Regions from separate parts of the Gasterosteus aculeatus genome. Here region 1 is linked to region 2. A link is a contact called in public Hi-C data. All regions are on one chromosome and are shown on one strand. The core of a region is the stretch at or near the end of the contact, and the rest is flanking DNA. Distances in the headings are between cores, read along the strand shown.

The links. Hi-C and Micro-C count contacts between places; a contact is called where the count stands out from the background.
Region 1: a Hi-C map of skeletal muscle shows a contact between it and region 2, with 2.0 times the contacts expected there. The contact joins the promoter of alp3 here to the enhancer-like site in region 2. A contact is called at or near these places in 2 of 6 Hi-C or Micro-C datasets (both in skeletal muscle).

Annotation. Positions count from the first base shown.
Region 1 is chr1:1,985,360-1,989,066 of fGasAcu3.hap1.1, forward strand. alp3 (alkaline phosphatase 3) reads right to left here and starts at 1,616. Exons shown (of 11, transcript XM_040176203.2): 1 at 1,451-1,616; 2 at 450-566; 3 at 250-365. The coding sequence starts at 1,520.
Region 2 is chr1:1,870,466-1,874,406 of fGasAcu3.hap1.1, forward strand. All of the region lies in intron 2 of LOC120813126 (chloride channel protein 2), which reads left to right. Among protein-coding and RNA genes, the nearest start is that of LOC120813126, 16 kb to the left of the region's middle. Within about 2 kb of position 2,311, at least 4 of the 9 cell types and tissues checked have open chromatin away from gene starts, as enhancers often do.

The DNA.
Region 1 (3,707 bases), core at 366-2,865, 110 kb after region 2:
CACACACACACACACACACACACACACACACACACACACACGTTCTGCATAGTGCAAAGGCTCATCCAAGATCTCACGTGCACTCACACGTCCGCCGTGCACGAGGATCATTCCTGAGCTGAACCTCTCGCTCAACTCTTAGAAACACGCCACGTATGACCTGACAGCTCTCACGTGAACACATTCAGCACACGACTGTTGGATTACACGTGTGCAGGTACCTGCAGGTGTGTGTGTGTGTGTGTGTACCTTAGCCAGTCCCACATTGGGGAAGGTGTCCATGGTCATCACCGTCTCCTCCCCCGTCTTGTTCTCCAGTTGTCCCTTGAGGATACGGGCCGCCGTGATGGTTGTGATTCCCATACCTGACGCACAAACACAAAACGCACGTTGATCCCATAGATTCCTGATGAATAAATATTCTGGCGTGAGGACGTTGCGCCACTTGCCGTCTCCCAGGAAGAACAGGATGTTCTTGGCCACGTTGGTGTTGAGCTTCCTGTCCAGCGCCGACTGCAGCGTCCTCTGGGCCCGTGACCTCCAGAACTCCGGGTTCTCCTCCTCCACTACGACATCACACGGGCCGTCTCCTTATCACGCGTGCACCCCGCGGAGATCAACCACAGAACACCCCCTGATCTCTGCTCAGGCCCTTTGGGTTCCACACGTGCGTCCGCGCCCCCCCCCCCAGGCAGGAGTCCACTAACGAGCAGTAAATGCTGACAACAGCCGGTTGCACAAGTCCGCGAGGCGCCGAGTCGGCCGATTGGAAGAAGTTTCGGAAGCCGTTTGCTAAACGAGCAAACGATGAAAGGTGCGAGCGGAGCAGTGAGACGAGGGAAAGGAGACGCTGAGCTCCGGACGGGTGGTGATTAAGATTTTTTTTTAAAAGTAGGAAAGAAAGTGTGACTCCGGGGTAAAGAGGCGAGGATCAATCGGTCTTAACTCTCGGTCCTCTGTGATCTGGAGGAAGACGACGGGTAGTTTGTGTGCAAGCAGAACGAAGGACGGCGAGATCAGAAGAGAAACGGGCTCTTCATGTTCCTTCCCTGCTGGAAATCTACTGCTGAAACATTAATTATCGAGGTTGCAGTTGAAGAGGAAGTGGGATTTTAAGTGCTCAGAGGAACATTCATCTTCTCATCTAAAGTCCTGTAAACGCGGCGAAAGCACGAGTCCACAGCGGCGCAACACGGACGGATCCATTAGAGGCGTATGGATTATTTGACGCTTCACGGGCCCACCGATGCGTCAAAATGACCTCGTACGACCTCAGCCGGCCAGATGGAACCTCTGTGCAGGTTTGCCGGCGTGCGACCAGCGGAACCGCCGTTCAGTTTGTAAGTTAACGAGACAGAAAAACCCAGAGGTCACGAGAACCAATCACACGTTTAAAGTGAGGAGGTACGGGGGGCGGGACGGGGCTTCTTCGTCGTCGTCGTCTTCTTACCTTTGGCCCCGGAGGATCCGAACGCCAGCAGCAGGACGAGAGCCGGGACGAGCGCTCCGTTCAACGCCATGGTCCACGGCAGAGAAGATCTCTGAGAGGAGCTTCGCCTCCGCCGCGGAGATAAGGCTGTCCTGGAATCACAGCAGCTGCCAATCACCTTTATCAACGCGCCATAAATGCATTATGACCCTCGGGCCACGGCGGCCCCCGACTGAACGGACCGCCCGGCTGTCAGGTCGAAGCCAAAACCTGGTAAAAAAAAAAACAACACAGAATCTAAACTCTCCATTTATGAATTTAAGCCCAAACGGAGCGCAGAGCTTCTGTGTTGATGAACAATACAAACGGCTTCAAACTGGAAACCATTAATTATTAACAAGCGCTTAATCGCAGCGCTTAATGGCGGCTTTATCTACGACACCGTGCTAAAGATCAGAGGGACGGTCGGGCACGTGGTGCGTGTGTGATGCTTTATCATACCTGGGGGGGGGGGGGGGGTTGTGTAAGTGAGTACAGCTGGATGTGTTTGCGTGGCGATGGAGCTGAAGGTGTCACGAGGCCACCGCTGCCTCAGCTGATTAGAGCCCTTAATGTTCCCAACGAGGTCACTAATTGACGGCGAGGGGTCATTTGTTACGGGTTCAACACTTTGTAGCAGCTGGGGAACGATGACGATCTATGATCACGATCAATAGAAGCTGAAAGGGAAAATATTTACATGTAGAGCTGCTGCTGAGGACCAACGCAGAGAACAATGTTAATAATAAATAAGAAAATTAGATCAATGAGGCTCAGAAAATATTTCCAGAATGCATGTTTGAGTTTTAGAAGACTTATTTCCACCGTCACAAAAATGGAAAATCAGGGATTTGAAGACTTTTTATAAAACATTTTTACAGCTGATGTAAGCTTGTTTATTCATTTAAATCTAACAAAAAAAGACCTGTAAACTAATTGATTTAGTGTGAAACTGTATCAAATAACGTCAGGTCGAGGAAAGAACGACGACGTGTCGTCTTTTTGAATGAAGTCATGCTGAAGGAGAAGCACCGTAGTGTTCAAACCTCGGGGCAGAAACACCCGTTTTCTAAAAGCGGTTTCACAGAACTGTCCGTTGCAGAATGAGGGCAATGGACGCAGGTCCGTATGTGCACGGTGCCACGGCCCCCTCTAGTGCTTTCAGCACGCAACAGACGGATTCTCCACATTTCAAGAGGACTTTCTACAAATCATTTCTAACTGCAGTTTTTTTTTAAATAATTTATATTTTGTGAGCAGAGTCGCATATTTTAGGTTTCAAATGGAAAACACGTATAAAAGATCCTCGGTCTGCAGCATGTAGTAAGGGAGGACACCCAGGGGTACATTACCTGACTCAATTGCCCCCCCCCGACACAGTAAATCCTGCAAACACACACTGGAGTGTATTTAAGGATGTCAGGCAGACGGCTCAACAAGCCACAAAGCAGATGTGCAATGCAGAGTAGACAGAAATCCGTTCCTCTGTCGGCGTGTGATGTGGGGACGCGGCAGACGTTTTGCTAATGGGCAGCCGGGCAGCCGGCTCACCTGAGGCCGACAGGAGGAGAGACGTTCATCTCTAAAACAAGTCAAGCTTCAGGGACCTGGAATAATCACAGCAAATAACAATGAAACCCGTTCAACATTTGACTAAACAGTCCTGGATCAGGATCCCTGGGGGGGTCAAGAGATCTGTTGATGGACCCTTGAGACCCACTGAAAGTCTCATCGGCCTCTAACCAGAAGACACAACGTGGAAGGACCGTGAACATTTGAGGCAAATCTGTTGTTTTTTTTACCAAATTCTCCACCAAGCTCAAGTCCCGATGCGATGGGAGACACCAAAAAACAAAAGCAGTGGTTTGAAGGCCTGAAGGTTTCGTTCATGAGCGGAAACAAACATTCAGTAGATCCTCTTTGCGTCGCAGCGCCGAGTCTGCAAGTGGACATCAGCTTCTCCGAGGAACCGTCTATTCTCCATGTCAAAGAACCAGTGAATCCAGTGGTTTCACCGGTCTTTGTTTACTTCATAAGGGATCAAATCAGAGCACCTTCTAACCAACGCGGCGCCTCGTGGCCGCACAAATGTTCAAGCGCTTGCGTGAATATCATCAAATCAGAATATGGGGGAAAAACCGCAGTGCTCCAAAACTTGGACGACTGCACCTGAACAATAAAACACACCTGAACTGGGAGGCGCGATAAAAGCTTTGCAGAAACGCTTTCCCCATTTACT
Region 2 (3,941 bases), core at 1,061-3,560:
TGCTGGGGAGAAGTGCTCACCGCACCCAGCCTGTGTGTGCCTGTGTGTGCGTGTGTGTGTGTGTGTGTGTGTGTTCTCTCTCTCTCTCCATCCTCCCTCTCTGTGGAGAGTTGAACGCGTTTGTCCCTCAGCAGGCTTCACGCTGAGGAGATGTGATCTGGATCGCTTATACAAACGCTCACAGAGCGGAGGCGTAAAACAAGAGGCGACTGGCTGAAAATATATGTAAATACGAAGCGACACACACACACACACACACACACACACACACAGACTGCTATGACTGCAGCTGCTGCTCCTTACTTACTACACACACTCTCAATCACACAGTATTCCCCCGCCAACATCGGCACAATCCCGCTTTATTGTTTGCTCGCACACATGCCGTTTTCTTGTTTTATATTTTATAGACACACACACACACATTAACACACACACACACACAGCTTTTCATGTGCTGGTGTGTGTGTGTGTGTGTGTTAATCATATGCAGGTACGAGTCCCAGCAGCTCCCGGCGGTGGATATTTAACGGCAGCGCGGACGGGTAGCGTCTCTGTTGTTGTGATTCAGTCGCAGCGAGGCTCACTGCGTAAAGTAAACCTTTATGTACACAAATAGATGTAGAATAATGACAATAGAGCTGCAGTAAAGTCAGCTGGTCCTGCTAGCGTAGCTTAGCATAGCCGGCCATTAACTGACCACTCGACTCTGGAGGAATCGGATGAATGCTCAGGTCGGTTTGAAGCTCAATCCCTTGTTCAATTAGTTGATTATGTTTCCTCGGTAACGCTGGGAAAAGATGTTGTCACGTCTTGTGTGAGTTTGTCGTAAAAAGACGTATGAAAGTAAGTTAGGGGTGTCAAACTAAAAGCTTTTGACTGAAGCTTTTGGAACATCGTTGGGTGGAACTTTCTGATCCAAATGATGTAGAGAAATCAGAACAACCATGTAGCTGCATTGAAAAAATCCTTTTTCAAAGTGGGAAATGTCGCACAGTAGAACCTTGACAGTTAAGTCAGGGCTGCATGGTGTACCACACTACTACGAAAATCAGTAGTAGTTTGAGTATTAACTAGTAAGTTTTTAACAGGGCTTTTCATTTATTTTGGAGGACAAGAGTCGAGAACTTGTTGGATGGATAAATGTAGTTCTGAAAAGCAAGAGGAAGTTCCTTTGAGCTGCATTCTCTGTAGTGACCAGCAGGGGGCGACTCCTCTGGTCCCATAGACGGCTATTAGAAAATGACTACTTCGCTCTTGATTTATTCTACCAGTAAACATTGTAAACATGGTCTCAATCTCTGGTTTCAAGTCTTCCTCAACATGGCACGATGTCCATTTAGTAAATTATGGCCCATCATCATCATCATCATCATCATCATCAGGAGGTCCTGAACAACACGCGACAGTAGAAGCAACATGCGGCGCGTTCCCACCGGCACTGCGCTTTGTGGGGGGAGCTTGTTGTTGCGTCCTGCTGCCACCAGGGAGCAGCGTTGAGCTTCACAGCGGGACAATGGTGGCGTGTGGTCCTTGCGGTCCTCCCTACGTGTGTGTGATGTCAGGTGTGTGATCTACAGGCCGTCAGGGAGAATCTTCTCGGCCTCCGTCAGCCTGCCTGTTCACGGTGCACAATTTGACACAGATATATTCCCTCATAATTCATCTTTTCTCTTTTCTTTTTTGTATTTTTACCATTTACACGTTCAATTACATTTTTCGGCAGGATGAAGTTAACTGATATAATCTCCTCGCGTTGCCACGGAACTAATTTCGTTCTATTTGATAATTGCAGATGAGACAATAGAATTTACCGCAGATCTTATTGTGCGTAAAGATGCTTTAAAAAGTATATCTCTATGTACATCAATACCTACACACACACACACACACCGCAATTCCATTAAAGGAGCTCAGTCACAAGTGGTCATAAAATTGAGCTGTAAGGAAAAACTATTATCTCTAAACTATTGTCTCCTCTAGCTTTTAGAACCATAAGTGTGTTTTGGGTTTTTGACTTTCAATGCTCCAAACTGGTGTCATCCAGATGTCATAGGCTCCCGCATGGATGGACAAACACACACAATGCGTGCAGACACACACACACACACACACAGTTAGCAGCTGTGTCCATAAGGTGTTAAAATATACGCTGTATTTTTTTCCCATATCTTCTGTCAGTTTTTCTCCCTCAGTTCAACCGCGCCGCTATGTCATTTAATTGGTTCCAGGACACACACACACACACACACACACACACAGAGAGACACACACAGTGTTTCGCTGCAACAGGTGTGATGTCAGCAGGAGCTTAGCATGGCGCCACATGTTGCCATGACGACCGTCAGGCGCCTAGCGACCAACAGTTGCCCACGCGCTCTCGTCTTCTTCTTTTCCTTCTCTTTTCTTTCTTTTTCCATTTCGTCTCCTCTAGTCTCCCCCCTCCATCCCCCCTCTCCCCCCTCCATCGCCAGCCTGATTGAAAAGCTTGATTTAAAATGGCAGAGCGAAGAAGCTAACCGATCGGCGCAGGTGGGAAACCGCCACACTTGTGGAAGGATCCACGCACGCACACAAGCTCGCACCAACACACACGCTCGTTAACCGGTGACACAAGCCGTGTTGCCAATTAGGCTGTGTGTGTGTGTGTGTGTGTGTGTGCGTGTGTGTGTGCGTGTTTCGGCGGCCCTCTAATCCTTTGTGACACGTTGTCACAGACGTTTAACGAGGATCAGAGAAACTCATTTCTGAATTAACTTTATTTGACTGTAAAATAACAGTCTGTCTCCCTCTTTTGGGTAAACGGCGGGATGGAGAGGAGGAAAAGCGGAATATTAATCACTAACCTCTTCAACACCGATTCGCCTCCAAAAAACATTATGGTTATGAAATGGCTCTTTGTTGTTTTTTACGGATCCTCAATGAAACGAACTGCGCGGCGACATCAGCAGAAGTTCCCAAACTTGAGGCGCGACTGAGCCACTAACGCTGGGAGCGACGTGGCGCCCGCTGGTGTCACGGCCTCTTCTCTCCCGCTCCTCCGGTGTCGCCCACCTGTGGCTCCAAACATTTCAAGTTTTCTAAATTGCAGCCCCGGACGGAGGAAATGGGACGTGGTGATTATACGTTAGGACGCACTTCACCTCGCCGTGGACCGCATCCATCAAATCACCGAGGGCAGCGCAGCCTAGCAACCGATGTCCAACGCACACAAACGCACAATACACATGGCTCACGTACATATGTACAGTAAAGTGGTGTGTGTGTGTGTGTCTTTGTCAGCACGCGCACTTGTTGCGTTGGCAGCGTTCATTGACTTTTGTTGTCAGCATGTTGAGCCAAGATGGCGGCCATAGCGGCTTTAAAACGGTGACGACGTATTTATGCTGCGGTTCTGAGGCGCCGGTGATTTTTCAAGTGTTTTGCTTCTTCCAGCCGTTTGGCAACGTGTGCAAACAAAGAACGACACAGGTGTTTTTTTATTATATATTATTTATTTTGTGATGTTTTATGTTTTTAATTGAGGGAAATCAACTGATTTTTTAAGTAAACTTAATTCACTTACTGCAAATATATAATCTATTCACCTTAACAGTTATTTTAATCCGTTTTAAGTGTCATTTAAATGTTCATTTCGGATGCAGAGCTGCACGTTCATCCTGCTCACCAAGGTTTAAGACCCCATACGAACATTTAAAAGATTAAAAGTGCAAAACATACTGTCCTAAAAGTTGAAGTTCAACGGCTTGAAGTTCAAAAAGATGATTTTCTTGCATTAATATAATAAACCAATAAAAGACGGGAATAAAATGACTTTTTAAATTTTTTTATAAAATTGGTTTATTTTCTGTTTAATGAACCAGTTGTGCTGCGACTGTCTGGAGATCCACTACGCACCTTTATGTCTTCATTTGAGGAGAGTTTGCAGAGACTTGCTCCAC